Linked DNA regions of Sus scrofa: region 1 is linked to region 2. The links are chromatin contacts, called in public promoter capture Hi-C maps. All regions are on one chromosome and are shown on one strand. The core of a region is the stretch at or near the end of the contact, and the rest is flanking DNA. Distances in the headings are between cores, read along the strand shown.

Region 1 (6,758 bases), core at 3,205-5,704, 280 kb after region 2:
TGAAAATATTAAGCCATTGTTTGCAATCAACAAACGGAATAATGGGAGTTCCTGATAGGGGGTTAAGAACCCAGTGAGTATCCATGATGCAAGTTCGATCCCTGGCCTCACTCATCATGGCTGTGAGCTGTGGTGTAGATCTCAGACTTAGCTTGGATCTGGCATTGCTGTGGCTGTGGCTCAGGCTGGCAGCTGCATCTCTGCTTTGACTCCTGCCTGGGAATTTCCATATGCTGCGGGTGAGACCCTAAAAAACCCACACAAAAAAGCAACCACGCACACTGACTAATGGAGAGTGTTAAATCCACTAGTAATTGTAGGTAATGCAGTTTTGCTGAGGAATCATACTTTACTTTTAGAGCTGTAAAAAGTAAAAGGATTCTCAGTATGGTTCCTGGAGCAGCAACTTGATCTCCAGAAATGCAAATTCTCTGGTCCCTCCTAAATCAGAAACTAGCATTGGGACCAGCAATCTGTGTTTTACAAACCCTCCTGGTGATTCTGATGCCAACCATGGATCAGTCCAGCCATTGCTTTAAAGAGAAAGAAACGGAGACCCAGAGAGGGCATCTATGTCACGACTCATGAGTGAATCCTGTGATCAAACAATCAGACCATGTGAGGACTGGTGAGTATGGTGAGTATGGCAAATGGAAAGGATAGATATGTCACGTGTATGTACTATTGTATCTTGCTTGTGAAGTTAGAGTGATAAGCACATAGTAGATGCTTACAAAAACAAATATAAATTGGTTGAATTTTTAAAATCTGCCTGGAAAGGATTTCACCGAAAAGGGAGCTTCCTAGATTTTGGAGCTCACTTCCACCAAAACTGTTAAGGGTTGTGATTCATTTTTATCATTACCAACAACCTTTAGTTGGTTGCTCTCCCAAATCTGCATCTTCCAAAATGCACTGTGTGGCTCTTTCCTTAGAATAAATGTATAGGTTAATTTTAACAATTCTCACTGAATCTAAAATGACCCACTTCATAAATTTTCATTTATGTATGTTTTATAAAATGCATCATCCACTGAGTAAGCCCTCCACCTTGAAAACTGTCCTCAGCTCGTGACTCTTCTGCAAATCTCTGATTGCTTCTCAGTCTGTTTTGCAGCATCCTCTTCCTCTGCCCACATTCCATTTTCCATGAAGGATCTCATCTACTCCCCTCCCCAAATTTCAGTTACCATTTATATGCTAGTAGCTCTCAGACTGTTATTCTAGCTCAGATCTCTTCTGAAGAGCCGACGGGTTCATCCACCTCCTAACTGATCTATTTCCAGCACTCCCGCCTGTGCATTCAATTCGTTCAGTGTCGCCAAGAGTATTTTTATTTTAATTTCTAATAGCACATACTTTAGAAAAATAAGGAAATAGGAACAAGAGTACATTAAATGTGGGAGAAGGGAGGCTAAAAGACGCCACACAAAGCAGTCAAGCAAAACCCAGGATGCAAGACATTGTATAGGACAAAGGATTGGGTTTCTTCAACAAATAGCATGGGGTAGGGAGTGGGGGGCTGTTATAGATCAAAAGAACTTAAGAGAACCACAAGCAACGTATGGCTCCAGTTTAAATCCTGACTCAAACTAGTAATACAAAGGAATTTTTGAAACAACTGGGAAGATTTAAATATGGAGTGAGTATTAGATGATATTAAGGAATTATACTAGTTTCCATATTTGTAATCATGACTGGGATTATGTAAAAAGAAAGGCCATTTGTTAGAAATGCATACTGCTATATAAATGAAACAAGACTGACAAAATGTTATAATTATCACAGCCGGGTACTCATTGTTTTTCCTACTTTGTATATATTTGAAATTTTTCATCATAAAAAATTAAAATGAAAGGGCAGATCAACTAAAAAGGAAAAAATAGGAATAACAAGAGAAAAAAAAAAAAAAAATCCCGCCACACTGGGAATGCTTGTTTACAGAACCAAAGGGCTATCTGGTAAAAGTCCTTGACTCTGGCAGTCAATCCTGGCAGCAAATCTGGGTTTATCTCATACACACGTCCTCTGTTTCTCTGCAACACACGTGAAGCACTCGGATGGCTTCTCAGGAACAGGAAATTGTGGGGTTTTCTTTTTTTCTGTTAAGAACATTGCCCCTTCGCAGAAGTATCCTGCAGTGAGATTGTACCTCAGTCCCAGAGTCATCCACTGCTGCCATCAGATTGCAGTTTAATAAGCCAGTGGTCAAGGTCAAATTGCCTATGTTCTGCTAGCATCAGTGATAGCTAACTACACGTTAAATCAATGGGAACCCCTTGCTAGACTGTATATTCTGCGTATAGACACCGCACTTTTACCTTACTCACTGTCAAATACCAGTGACCAGCATGTTACCTGGCCCCTAGTAAGCACTACTGTTTAATCAAACAGAAACCCTAGGGAAAGGAACCAAAGGGAATGCTACTTAGCGTAGGAAGAAAAAAGATCATGAAGACCGGTTTAGGGACTGCTTCCTACAGACCATAATATTCCTTTGCCAGTCACCAGAAATACAGTTATTAGGCAAAGAAACATAGATGCAGAAAGTTTAGGAATAACAGAAGCCCAAAGCACCAGGTCAAGGTAAGATTAGGAGAGAAAAATTTTGGTTTCGCTTGGATCCTTGCTTAAAACAGTATTTAAAAACAAATAAAACACTTTTCTCTCTCTCTCTCTCTTTTTTTTTTTCTTTTTCTTTTTTGGGCCACACCTGCAGCATATGGAATTTCCCAGGCTAGGGGCTGAATCATAACCTGCAGCTGCCAGCCTACACCACAGCCACAGCAACTCAGGATCCGAGCTGCATCTGCAATCTATACCACAGCTCACGGCAACGCCAGGTCCTTAACCTACTGAGCAAGGCCAGTGATCGAAATCACATTCTCATGAATACGTCAGGTTCTTAACCTGCCAAGCTACAATAGGAACTCCTCTCTAACTTAATTTTTAATACTTCCCCTTTACATTATCTTTAGTATTAGTGCTGGTCAATTCCCATTTTTTTTTTTTTTTTTTTGTCTTTTTGGCATTTCTTGGGCCGCACCCACAGCATATGGAGGTTCCCAGGCGAGGGGTCTAATCGGAGCTGTAGATACCGGCCTACACCAGAGCCACAGCAACTCGGGATCCGAGCTGCGTCTGCAACCTGCGCCACAGCTCACAGCAACGCCGGATCCTTAACCCACTGAGCAAGGCCAGGGATTGAACCTGAAACCTCATGGTTCCTAGTCCGATTCGTTTACCACTGCGCCACGACGGGAACTCCTGGCCAATTCTCATTCTACACACCATGGAATGTCAGGGAGCTTGCAAACTGGTACACATAATTATGGTGACATGTCTAATGACATGAAATATACAGAACTCTACATTTTCCCTCTTTTGTCTAAAAATGAAACTTCATCACTCCTTTTTCAGTGTCATTAATTTAATGAGTGTTTCCTAATTTGAAGCTCCTGCCCCTATCTTTGTGTGAAAATTAGTAATATAAATAACTTTAAACCATTTTAAATGGAGGAAGAAAGGCATTATGAAAACATGAGATACTGCTGCTCAAAATTGATTAAAAACACAACCTAGGAGTTCCCATCGTGGCGCAGTGGTTAACGAATCCGACTAGGAACCATGAGGTTGCGGGTTCGGTCCCTGCCCTTGCTCAGTGGGTTAAGGATCCGGCGTTGCCGTGAGCTGTGGTGTAGGTTGCAGACGCGGCTCGGATCCCGCGTTGCTGTGGCTCTGGCGTAGGCCGGTGGCTACAGCTCCGATTCAACCCCTAGCCTGGGAACCTCCATATGCCACGGGAGCGGCCCAAGAAATAGCAACAACAACAACAACAACAACAACAAAAAAAGACAAAAAAAAAAACAAAAAACAAAAAAACACAACCTAAACCTTATTTCTTTAGGAAGTTTTGAGCCCAAAGAAGTTTTGATAGCAAAGATACCAGACTTAGAAGCTTGCTTCAGGAGAATACTGTCCTCATGCCACACATGACCTTACTACTCCTTTGCATGCTACTGTAAACTCCTTAACCACCTGATGAAGAGATTTCCTAATGATCAATTCCAAAAAGTAGGTTTTATCCCATTCTCATTTAGAATGCAATGCTATGGCTGCAACACCATGAAATCAATACCTAGAAGTCACAAAACAAGATTTTGACGTGAGGGGATGTCCCGCTTTTAGAGTTCCCTTCTGGATAAGATACTGGAGGTCTCACTGCAGGGAACTTTTGAGAAAAAAGACAATAGGAGGATGAGGGATTGTGAAGTTTGTTTGGTTTTGGTTGTTTTTTTTTTTTTTTTTTCCTAAAGAAAAATACCAATAAAATAACCCTGTTGACAATGTAAAGCAGTGCTTCTATCTGGGGTCAAGGCCAGAGCAATGGACACTTTATCCCACTCATCCTCTTCCTCTGATAAAGTCCCAACCAGTACTGAAGTCTTTCTTCATAAGAGCCTTGAGGCCTTTTTAAAAAGGCGCTTGATAAAGAAGCGGACAAAGGAAAACTGAAATTAAGAGGATTTTCCAGTCTGTCTCTGGTGGCTGGTCCAGAAGGATGCCTCAGTTCCTGCTTCTCACCTGCCTCTTTATCACAATAACACTCGTGTCACCAAAGGGTAAGTCTTATGCCAAGTACATGGCACAATGTAATTTTTGTTGTAGGAATTTGCTGTTGTGTACAGGTTATTAAGAGCAAGATTCCAGAATCTTAAATATGGGTTCTAGAATAGTATAAAAGTCATGAATAACCTATGAAGATATGTTTTCAGAGAATTTCTCTTCCATGTGCCATTTAGCCTCTTGCCTGGGCATCCAAAATTTCCATAGATCTGCCATGTCCAAACAACTTTCCACAAGCCAAGTATTTCTTGGATATGTGTAAAAGAAATTCTAACCTCTTTATATTCTAGGCACTTTTATAGTTCCAACTTCAAGAGGGAAAAAAAAAAGATTTTTAGAGGGAAGGATGGAGTTTTTTTTCTTTAATGAATGCAAGGGACTAACTGTGCCCATGAAAGGAACAGATCTGAATAAATCAGTCTTCTGAGTCTTGACATCTGAAAATATGACTTTTGCACAGACTGAGTGAACTTTAAACTGTCGTCCTCCTCAGGCTTGGCACAAAACTGGCCAACATGGCAAAGAAAAATTTAAATTCCAGCTACTAAAAAATTTCTCTCTCCTTTCCCAGTATGAGTTCTAACTAGAAGAGAAAGTGAGAGGAGGTTAAGGTGAAGAGAAGTGTCCTTCTTGGCACTTTTGAAAAGCTGGGTGCTTAATTGCCACTATTTATTTATTCTGGGTAGCTCAGGCCTTGCTCTAGCACCTTCAAGAATATATATTAAAGGCAGTTCCCACTGTGGCTCAGTGGTAAGGAACCCCGCCCCCACTAGTATCCATGAGGATGCAGGGTTTGATCCCTGGCCTTGCTCTGTGGGTTAAGGATCCAGCATTGCTGGGAGCTGTGGTGTAGGTCACAGACGCAGCTCAGATCTGGTGTGGCTGTGGTCGACAGCTGCAGCTCCAGTTAGACCCCTAAGCCTGGGAACTTCCATATGCAGCAGGAGCAGCCCTAAAAAGACCCCCCCCCCAAGAAAATATGTATATATATGTATATATATGTGTATATATATATATATATATGTATATATTTATACATATATAAATAGGTTTGAGACCCTAAAGAGACATGGTAAACTAAATCCCATGTGGTGTCCTAGATCGGATCCAGGAACAGAGAAAGACATAGGCAAAAACTAAGGAAACCTAAACTATGGTTGAGTTAATAATAACATACCAACACTGGTTCATTATTTGTGGCAAAGGTACTACACTAGTGTATGATTATTTTGTAATATGGGAAACTGGGTCCCAATAGATGGGAACTCTTTGTACTAACTTCTCCATTATTCTCTAAATCTAGAACTGGTCTAAAAAAAAAATAATCTTAAAGATAGTTTTGGGCTAAGTTTCATCAGCCTGTATCTGCAGCCAGTACCGAACCAAGAATTGCTTAAGCCAAAGTCATCTCTCCCTTAATTTCCTCTCAGCTCTCTCCCCGTTCTTTCCTGGCTTACCCTCCCTCCAGCATCTCCTGTATCCTCCCATCAGACACCTTCTCCCTTCACAGATGTTTTTATTTTATTTTATTCATTTATTTTATTCTTTTTCGCAGCCCTTCTAAGACGTTTGACTCAATGCCATCAGAAAAGAAAAGGAGAACTTTGGGGGCTGGGGATTGGAGTCGAGGATAGGGCTGCTCTTGGGGAAGAGCAAAGAGAGAAAAGGAGAAGAGGCGAGGGAGAGGCACTGAGGGGGAAGGCGGGAAGTAAAGGGGGGGGAGAGGAGGGGCTTCCGGCCCCAGCGCGCGGGCGCAGAATCCCGCAACCACGACCACCCGAGGGGCAGCATCTGGAGTGCTGACTGAACTGTCGGCGACTCCCGATGTCCAGAACCAAAGGGCGGGGATGCATGCTGACCTTTGCTCTCGAACGCCCAGCATCCCGGGTTGGGGAGGGGCGGCCGGGCGGCTGACAGGCGAGCATCCAAGTAAAAACTGACCAGCCCTCCCTCTGCCAGCTGGTCCCCAATTCAGACTTTGAGAGAACCCCACTGGGCTGTTCTTTTTGAAGCTTTCTCACTTGAGAAGTGTATATGTGTGCACACACACACACACACACGCTTACATATCAGCAGTTCAGGATGCAACATTAGTAATGACCGAATTCCAGACTCCACACATTGAGTGACTG
Region 2 (7,184 bases), core at 2,988-5,487:
AAGAAGAGATATAGTTTTAGAATACACATCTGCCTGTTTAATCTAAAGCCTGTGCCACCATTGTCAGCAATTCAAGTTCGAACGTCCACTGAATTAAGCTATTGACATCTTTTAAACAAAAACATTACAGTGGAATAAACAATACTTTGCTTCAATTATATTTTCTCTTAAAATATAATGAATCATCAGAATAATCCATAAAGATACAAAACCAGATACTAATGTTAACTATAGTTTTAAAGTTAACACCCCAGTGACAGCACTTAGTGACAATTATTATTTATTTTTTTACAATGCTCAAAATGAAGTAGTTTCTACACAGATTTTTATTATTTTCTTTTAGGGCCACACCCACGGCATATGGAAGTTCCCAGGCTAGGGGTCGAATTAGAACAGTAGCTACTGGCCCACACCACAGCCACCCCAACAAGGAATCAGAGCCATGTCTGAGACCAACACCACAGCTCATGTTAATGCCTGATCCTTAATCCACTGAGTGAGGTCAAGGATCAAACCCACAACCTCATGGATACTAGTCAGATTCACTTTCACCGTGTCACAATGGGAACTCTTCTATACAGATTTTTAAATGGCATAATTAAAAGAAGCAAGCATGTAATCGCATTTACTAGATATACTTAAATATTTAAAACACTTTTATTTACTGTTTATAAACTGAAGTTTATATAATCAAGTTCACCCACAGTATAAAACAAACTTACTAATAAACAATTTTAACAAACTGGCCAAATACACAACATATTCAAGCTAGAAAATCTGGATATTCCAGAACATGAATACTTAGGTAATAACAACACAAATAAGCACAATCAAAGGGTTTAAATTTCAAGTTATACGAATTAATAAAATAATTGACATTTTAAAAAAATCAACACACATGGGAGTAGCTCCAATTTGACCCCTTGCCTGGGAATTTCCATATGCCATGGGTGTGGCTCTAAAGAGCAAAAAAAAAAAAAAAAAAAATTAACAAACTGTAAAATACAATGAATTAATATTAGTAAAGGAAAGCAATTAATTTTGTTAAATAATGTAAAATTATTTTAGTGAACATTTGCTGTTTTTGCCTGCCCCGCAAACTTTCTCCCTTCCGCAGGAAATGACACCTTAATTTTCCTTTAGAAACTATATGTCACCTACACTTAGTTCATGTGGTTTGTAACTATAACCCCCTCTACCCTACTCCAGGATGGGGACAAGATCCTGTTCTGGGCAAACAGACCACTCCATCTGTCTAGCCACAGAGATGGCCCATTGCCTCTAGGATGGGCAACGACCCAAGTTAGGCCAATGAGATTCTCACACAGTAATTTGCAGAAAGCATAGAGAATGGGAAGTTTTCTCTCTCCCAGAGTTCTGCGGTTGTAGGACGTAAACCTAGTGCTAATAGTACCAACTTTCCCAGGGAGTCCGATGACTCTAGACTGCACTTTTCCACAGAGATTCCCCAAAATGCTACAGGGAACAAATGGTTACCTGTCAGCAGGGGAAAGATAAATTAGGGTTTCAACTTTCAGTGTTATATTTTCTACAATGCTCCTGTTTTTCAAAGATAAGCATATATTACTTTTATACTAGGAAATATAAAATATTTTAAAATACTCCTTCTGTTTTCTTCTCAAATATGCTGATATATTAATATTTAATGTCTTAAAAGCATTAATAGGAGTTCCTGTTGTGGCTCAGCAGGTAAAAAATCCAACTAGTATCAACATGGATGCAGGTGTGATCCCTGGCCTCACTTGATGGGTAAAGGATCTGGCATTGCCATGAGCTATGGTGTGGTAGGTCACAGATGTGGCGTGGATCTGGCGTCTCTGTGGCTGTGGGGCAGGCTGGCATCTGCAGCTCTGATTTGACCCTTAGCCTGGGAACTTGCCCTAAAAAGACAAAAAAAAAAAAAGCATTAATAATTCTCTCAATTTACCAAAGTGAGTAAAACACCTACTTATTAAAGAGAATCATTTTTTTCCCTTGACACAAAATCAACCTATTTTGCATGATGAAAAAGTTGTGAGTAAACTTTTTTTAAAAAAATTGGTTCACTTTTGGAAGTCCCCTTGTTGTAGGGGTTAAGGATTTGGCATTGCCCCGGTTCTGCACAGACTACAACTGTGGCCCATCTTTGACCCCTGGCCCAGGAACTTCCACATGCTGTGGGTGCAAACAAACAAACAAAAAAATGGCTCACTTTTTTTTTTTTTTCTCTTTCTGTCTTTTTTAGAGCCACACCCACAGCATACGGAGGTTCCCAATTAGGGGTCCAATCAGAGCTATAGCCGCTGACCTACAACACAACGCAGGGTTCGAGACCCATCTGCGACCTACACCACAGCTCACGACAATGTCAAGATCCTTAACCCACTGAGCCAGGCTGGGCAGGGATCAAACCCGGGTCCTCCTGGATGCTAGTCGGGTTCGTTAACCACTGAGCCACAATGGGAACTACAAAAATGGTTCACTTTTAAAGGGAATATTAAACTACTTCATATGGAAAAAATTGGTAAATGTTCACCAAGAGCTGCAGCCACTGTAAAAATTGTTAAATAGGGAAAATTAAAGATTTAAAGTGGCCGAATTAGGTGTAATAACTTTATCAATTACTTTAGCCTTATAATTATAAATAATATAAGATCTGACGAGTCAGATTCATTATAATAATTTTACATAGTATTACATTTTGGGAGAAATTACATATCATTGTTAAAATACAGGAAAGTCAGTCCCAAGATGCACCCCCTGGGAATGCAAAAGGTCTACTGAATATTGTAAATGTTCTACTGATTATAAATGGAGACAGCAATACACTCTTTGGCTCTCTTGCTCTTACTAGTTTCTGTCACTCTTTCCTTTTCTCCTCAGGCACAAAATCCACTCCTGAATTTTTACTTTTTGTTAGGCTTGTTTTTGGTCTCATAATTCTCAGCAATGAAACTTAAGAGTAGCTGGAGACCAGAGCTACCGTCTCACAAGCAAGTGGCAGTGGGTTCTAAAAAGTTTTTAGAATAAGGCAATATTTAACATTACCTTACCCAAAGCAGGAAGATAATGGGTTGGTCAACCTGGCCAACACCACTGTCTCCAGATGCTGACATTTTGTGTGTCATATCATTTAATGAAATCTAAACTCTCCTACAGCTATCAACCCCAAACTGTTGCACCCTTTCTACTGCTAGATCACCTGCACATGTAATTCAAAGGAATACTTTAACATAAACAAAGGTATGCCCAAGAAAGCACCCAATAACTGATAGAAACATCTGCTTATGAAACTGAAAGAAAATAGGTATTTCCAGGTACCACAAGGAGAATTTTTCTTTTACTCCAGTCCCTCAGCTATAAAATGGTTTTTCTACTTAGCTTTACAAATAGCTACAATACTTTTCAGGCATCCGAAAGGGAGGGTATAGAAACCATAAACAATAAGATCATAGAGACTGGCAACTTAAACAGTTTTAAACTCTCCTCCCAACATTCAGCTTGAGTCAATAAACCCCGGCTCATTCTCAAAACACCGCATTGTGGGCCAAAATGAGATGGTGGTAAGGGAACCTGAGGGAGAATAAAAACAGGTAAGGCACTGGGAAAGGCAAAAACCGAACAGTCTAAGAAGCCTGAACTTTGTTTTGTTCCTTCAGCTCCCCATCAATTTTTTTTTCATTTTTTTTGGTTTTGTTTCAATGATTAATACTTGGCCCCATCAGACATTTAACAATAAAGTCCCCACCCACTTCCAACCACATCCACAAATCCCAGGGGATGTCTTTGGTCGCCCGAAGAGGGACGTCGAAGCTCAAGTGAACCCTGCAGCTGGGAACTCGGCAGGAGAAGTTCTCCTGGGACAGGAAGAAGGGACCAGGTGAGGTCAAAGAAAGCGGAGGAAAGGAAGCCGGCAGGACTAAGGACTGCTCTCAAGCCCCTAAACTGAGCACATCAGGGAGAGACAGCTATCCCGGTCGACCAGAGAAGTTGCTAATTCCGGAGCAGACAAACGGCCAGTCCCGGAGGTCAGGTCCCTAAAGCTTTTCGCATCATCCTTCCTTTCATCTTCTCTAAACGTGTCTCGCCTCATACCCTTGAGAGTACAGGACTCACCCGTCTACAGCGGAGCTTCAGCTGCTTCTCCGTCAAAGCCGCGCACCTCGGAAAACCATAGAGATGAAGAGAGCAACAAAGTTAAGCCTCCAGCTCCGCCGCCCACCCTCACGTAACCCTTCTAGCCGCTAGGGCTGTCGGGATCGTGGCGAAATGCGTGTGGGCGGGGCATGGAGGATAGGGAGTGGGGAGGGGCCAGGCAACCCGCCCCGCCCCGGCCTTGGGCCCCGCCCCGGCCTCGGGCCCCGCCCCGGCCTCGGGCCCCGCCCCGGCCTCAGTATTTAGGCGGGACAGTGGAAGCTCTCCGGATTTTTCTCTGGCGGTTCACCCTCCACGCGCTAGTGGTATAGATGTCTGTGAAAGAGATTTAGTGTGCCGGCTTCCGCCTCGTTGATGCCCCTTTATGTGTTGACTAAGCAAAACAGGAGACAATGAAAAGAAAACTGGACCACAGTGAGTTGGGAATTGTTCTTTTCGAACTGCGTTTAGGTTTAGGCTTCTGGTGAAATTTGCCTGTTTCCTGACCTTGAAGCTTTTTTAAATTTAGAAACCGACTCACCGCATTGTCTATTATTTAGGTTTTTCAGAAGTTCTCTTTGCAAGCTAATATGATTGGAGAGTTTAGTCACCGAGCTACTAGTAACATTTTTTTTCCTCAGAGGTTGCTGTCAGGAGTGAGAATGGAAAAGTCTCAAGAGAATGACAATATTTTGATTATGATATGATGGAATTTAAAAGTTTCTTCAGGAATTTCCTAGTTCTAGATTCTGGTGGCCTATTGGTTAAAGGGTCCAGGGTGTCACTGGTGTGGCTCCAGTTGCTGGTGTGGTGTGGATTTGATCCCTGACCGAGAAGTTTTGCATTCTGGGGGGTACAGTCAAAAATAAATAAATACTTTCCTTAGCAGAGCTGTAGCAAAGGCTACAACCATGGAAACAAAAGAAGGCAGCCAGAACTATCACTGGGTTAAATTGTGAAGGAAGCAAAACAACTATTTTCTCCATTTCTTCTCAGAGGACTCTCCCTCCCCACTATCCCAAGAAGGACAGATCGTTATGTTCTTGGCACTGCGCTAGCACTTTACAGGCAACCCCATGTTTGTTCCAACCATCCTGTTGATGAAAACGGTTTTTGTGAATTGTAGATGGGGAAGCGGGCTATGACCCCTCCCTAGGTAATGTATCAAATGGTATGGCTGGCACAGACCTGATAGAAAGAACACCAAAGACATCTTCAATCTACTGTCCCTGGATCATCTTGACACAAGAATTGGGAATATTTATTTATTTATTTATTTATTTATTTATTTATTTATTTTGCATTTTAGGGCTGCACCCCCGGCACATGGAGATTCCCAGACTAGGGGTCAAGTCAGAGCTACAGCTGCCAGCCTACGCCACAGCCACAGCAATGCAGTATCCAAGCCGGGTCTGCAACCTACAAAATAGTTTACGGCAATACCAGATCCTTAACCTACTGAGCGAGGCCTGCAACCTCATGGTTCCTAATTAGATTCATTTCCACTGCACCACAATGGGAATAGCAGGAATCTTTATTTTTTTAATTAAAAATTTTTTTCTTTTTATGGCCGCACCTGCAGCACATGGAAGTTCCCAGGCTACAACCATGGAAACGAAGGCAGCCAGAACAAGGGTTGAATCAGAGCTGGAGCGGGAGCCTACGTCACAGCCATGGCAGCACTGGATCCCAGCCATATCTTCAACCCACGCTTCAGCTTGTGGCAGCACCAGAAGCTTAACCCACTGAGCGAGGCCAGGTATTGAACCCCCATCCTCACAGAGACAACATCAGGTCCTTAACCCCCTGAGCCTCAGCAGGAACTCCAGGAATCTTTTCTGATTTGCTTCTCAGCTATTAAAATGTACCTTTTCTGTGTGTCTTTCCATTTAAAGCCTGTTCTCTGTTGAGTGAGAAATCTGATAAAGACATTCTTCCCGGTTTACTAATGGGTATTTGGCAGTATGTCCATTAATGCTAATGGTTGGAATTTCAAGTTGTGGCATAGATTATCTTGGAACACTTTGGGGGCTCATGGAATCTTAACTAGTTAAGTTAATCATGGCTGAGTTAAGTGTTTTTCAGAATAAGAAAAAAAGTTATCAATGCAAAAATGCTGAACAAAGGTCAAATTTTTTTTTTCATTTTTTTCCTCCACAGCATGCAGAAGTTCCTGGGCCAGGGACCAAACACCCACCGTAGCAGTGACCCAACCCAAGCCACAGCAGTGACAATACTGGATCCTTAAGTCCTAGGCCATCAAGGAACTCCAAAGATCAATTTTTAAGAATTGGTGACATTCAATCCTGATTTTAGTCAAAATTTGTCTCTATAAAACTAAATAACCAGGTCACCTAATTTTTTTTCTTTTTTTTTTTTTTTTTTTTCGGTCTTTTTAGGGCCTTACCTGTGGCATATGGAGATTCCCAGGCTAGGGGGTAAAATCAGAGCTATAGCTGCCAGCCTATACCACAGCCACAGCAATGCTGAATATGAGCCATGTCTGTGACCTACACCACAGCTCATGGCAATGCCAGATCCTTAACCCACTGAGCAGGGCCAGGGATCAAACCTGCACCCTCATGGATACTAGCTGGGTTCGTTACCACTGAGCCACAACAGGAACTCCAGTTCAGCTAATTATTAAATAATATGTGAAAACAAATCACTGTCTCAAACTTTTTGGTCACAGGACTCTTTTACACTCTTAAAAGTTATTAAGGACCCCAAACAACTTGTTTATATGTGTTATACCTAGCAATACTTATTATGTTAGAAATTAAAACCGAAGTTTTTAAATGTTTTTAGTCATTAAAATAATAAGCCCATTATATGTTGACATAAATAACATATTTTTGAATAATAACTATATTTTTAAAAATATAGGATGTTCCTGTTGTGGCTCAGCAGGTTACGAACATGACTAGTATCCATGAGGATGTGGGTTTGATCCCTGGCCTTACTCAGTCGGTTAAGGATCTAACATTGCCATGAGCTGTGGTGTAGGTCACATATGTGGCTTAGATCCTGTATTGCTGTGGTGTAGTGTA

What was found. Promoter capture Hi-C pulls out the DNA fragments that hold promoters and counts their contacts.
Region 1: a contact with region 2 is called in a promoter capture Hi-C map of fetal liver, with 2.2 times the contacts expected there. The contact joins the promoter of OIT3 here to the promoter of MICU1 in region 2. A contact is called at or near these places in 2 of 5 promoter capture datasets (fetal liver and liver) and 1 of 2 datasets of contacts at active chromatin or transcription factors (skeletal muscle).

Annotation. Positions count from the first base shown.
Region 1 is chr14:75,721,918-75,728,675 of Sscrofa11.1, forward strand. OIT3 (oncoprotein induced transcript 3) reads left to right here and starts at 4,455. Exons shown (of 9, transcript NM_001244899.1): 1 at 4,455-4,622. The coding sequence starts at 4,562.
Region 2 is chr14:75,441,361-75,448,544 of Sscrofa11.1, forward strand. It overlaps MICU1 (mitochondrial calcium uptake 1), which reads right to left and starts at 4,238. Exons shown (of 12, transcript NM_001243605.1): 1 at 4,117-4,238.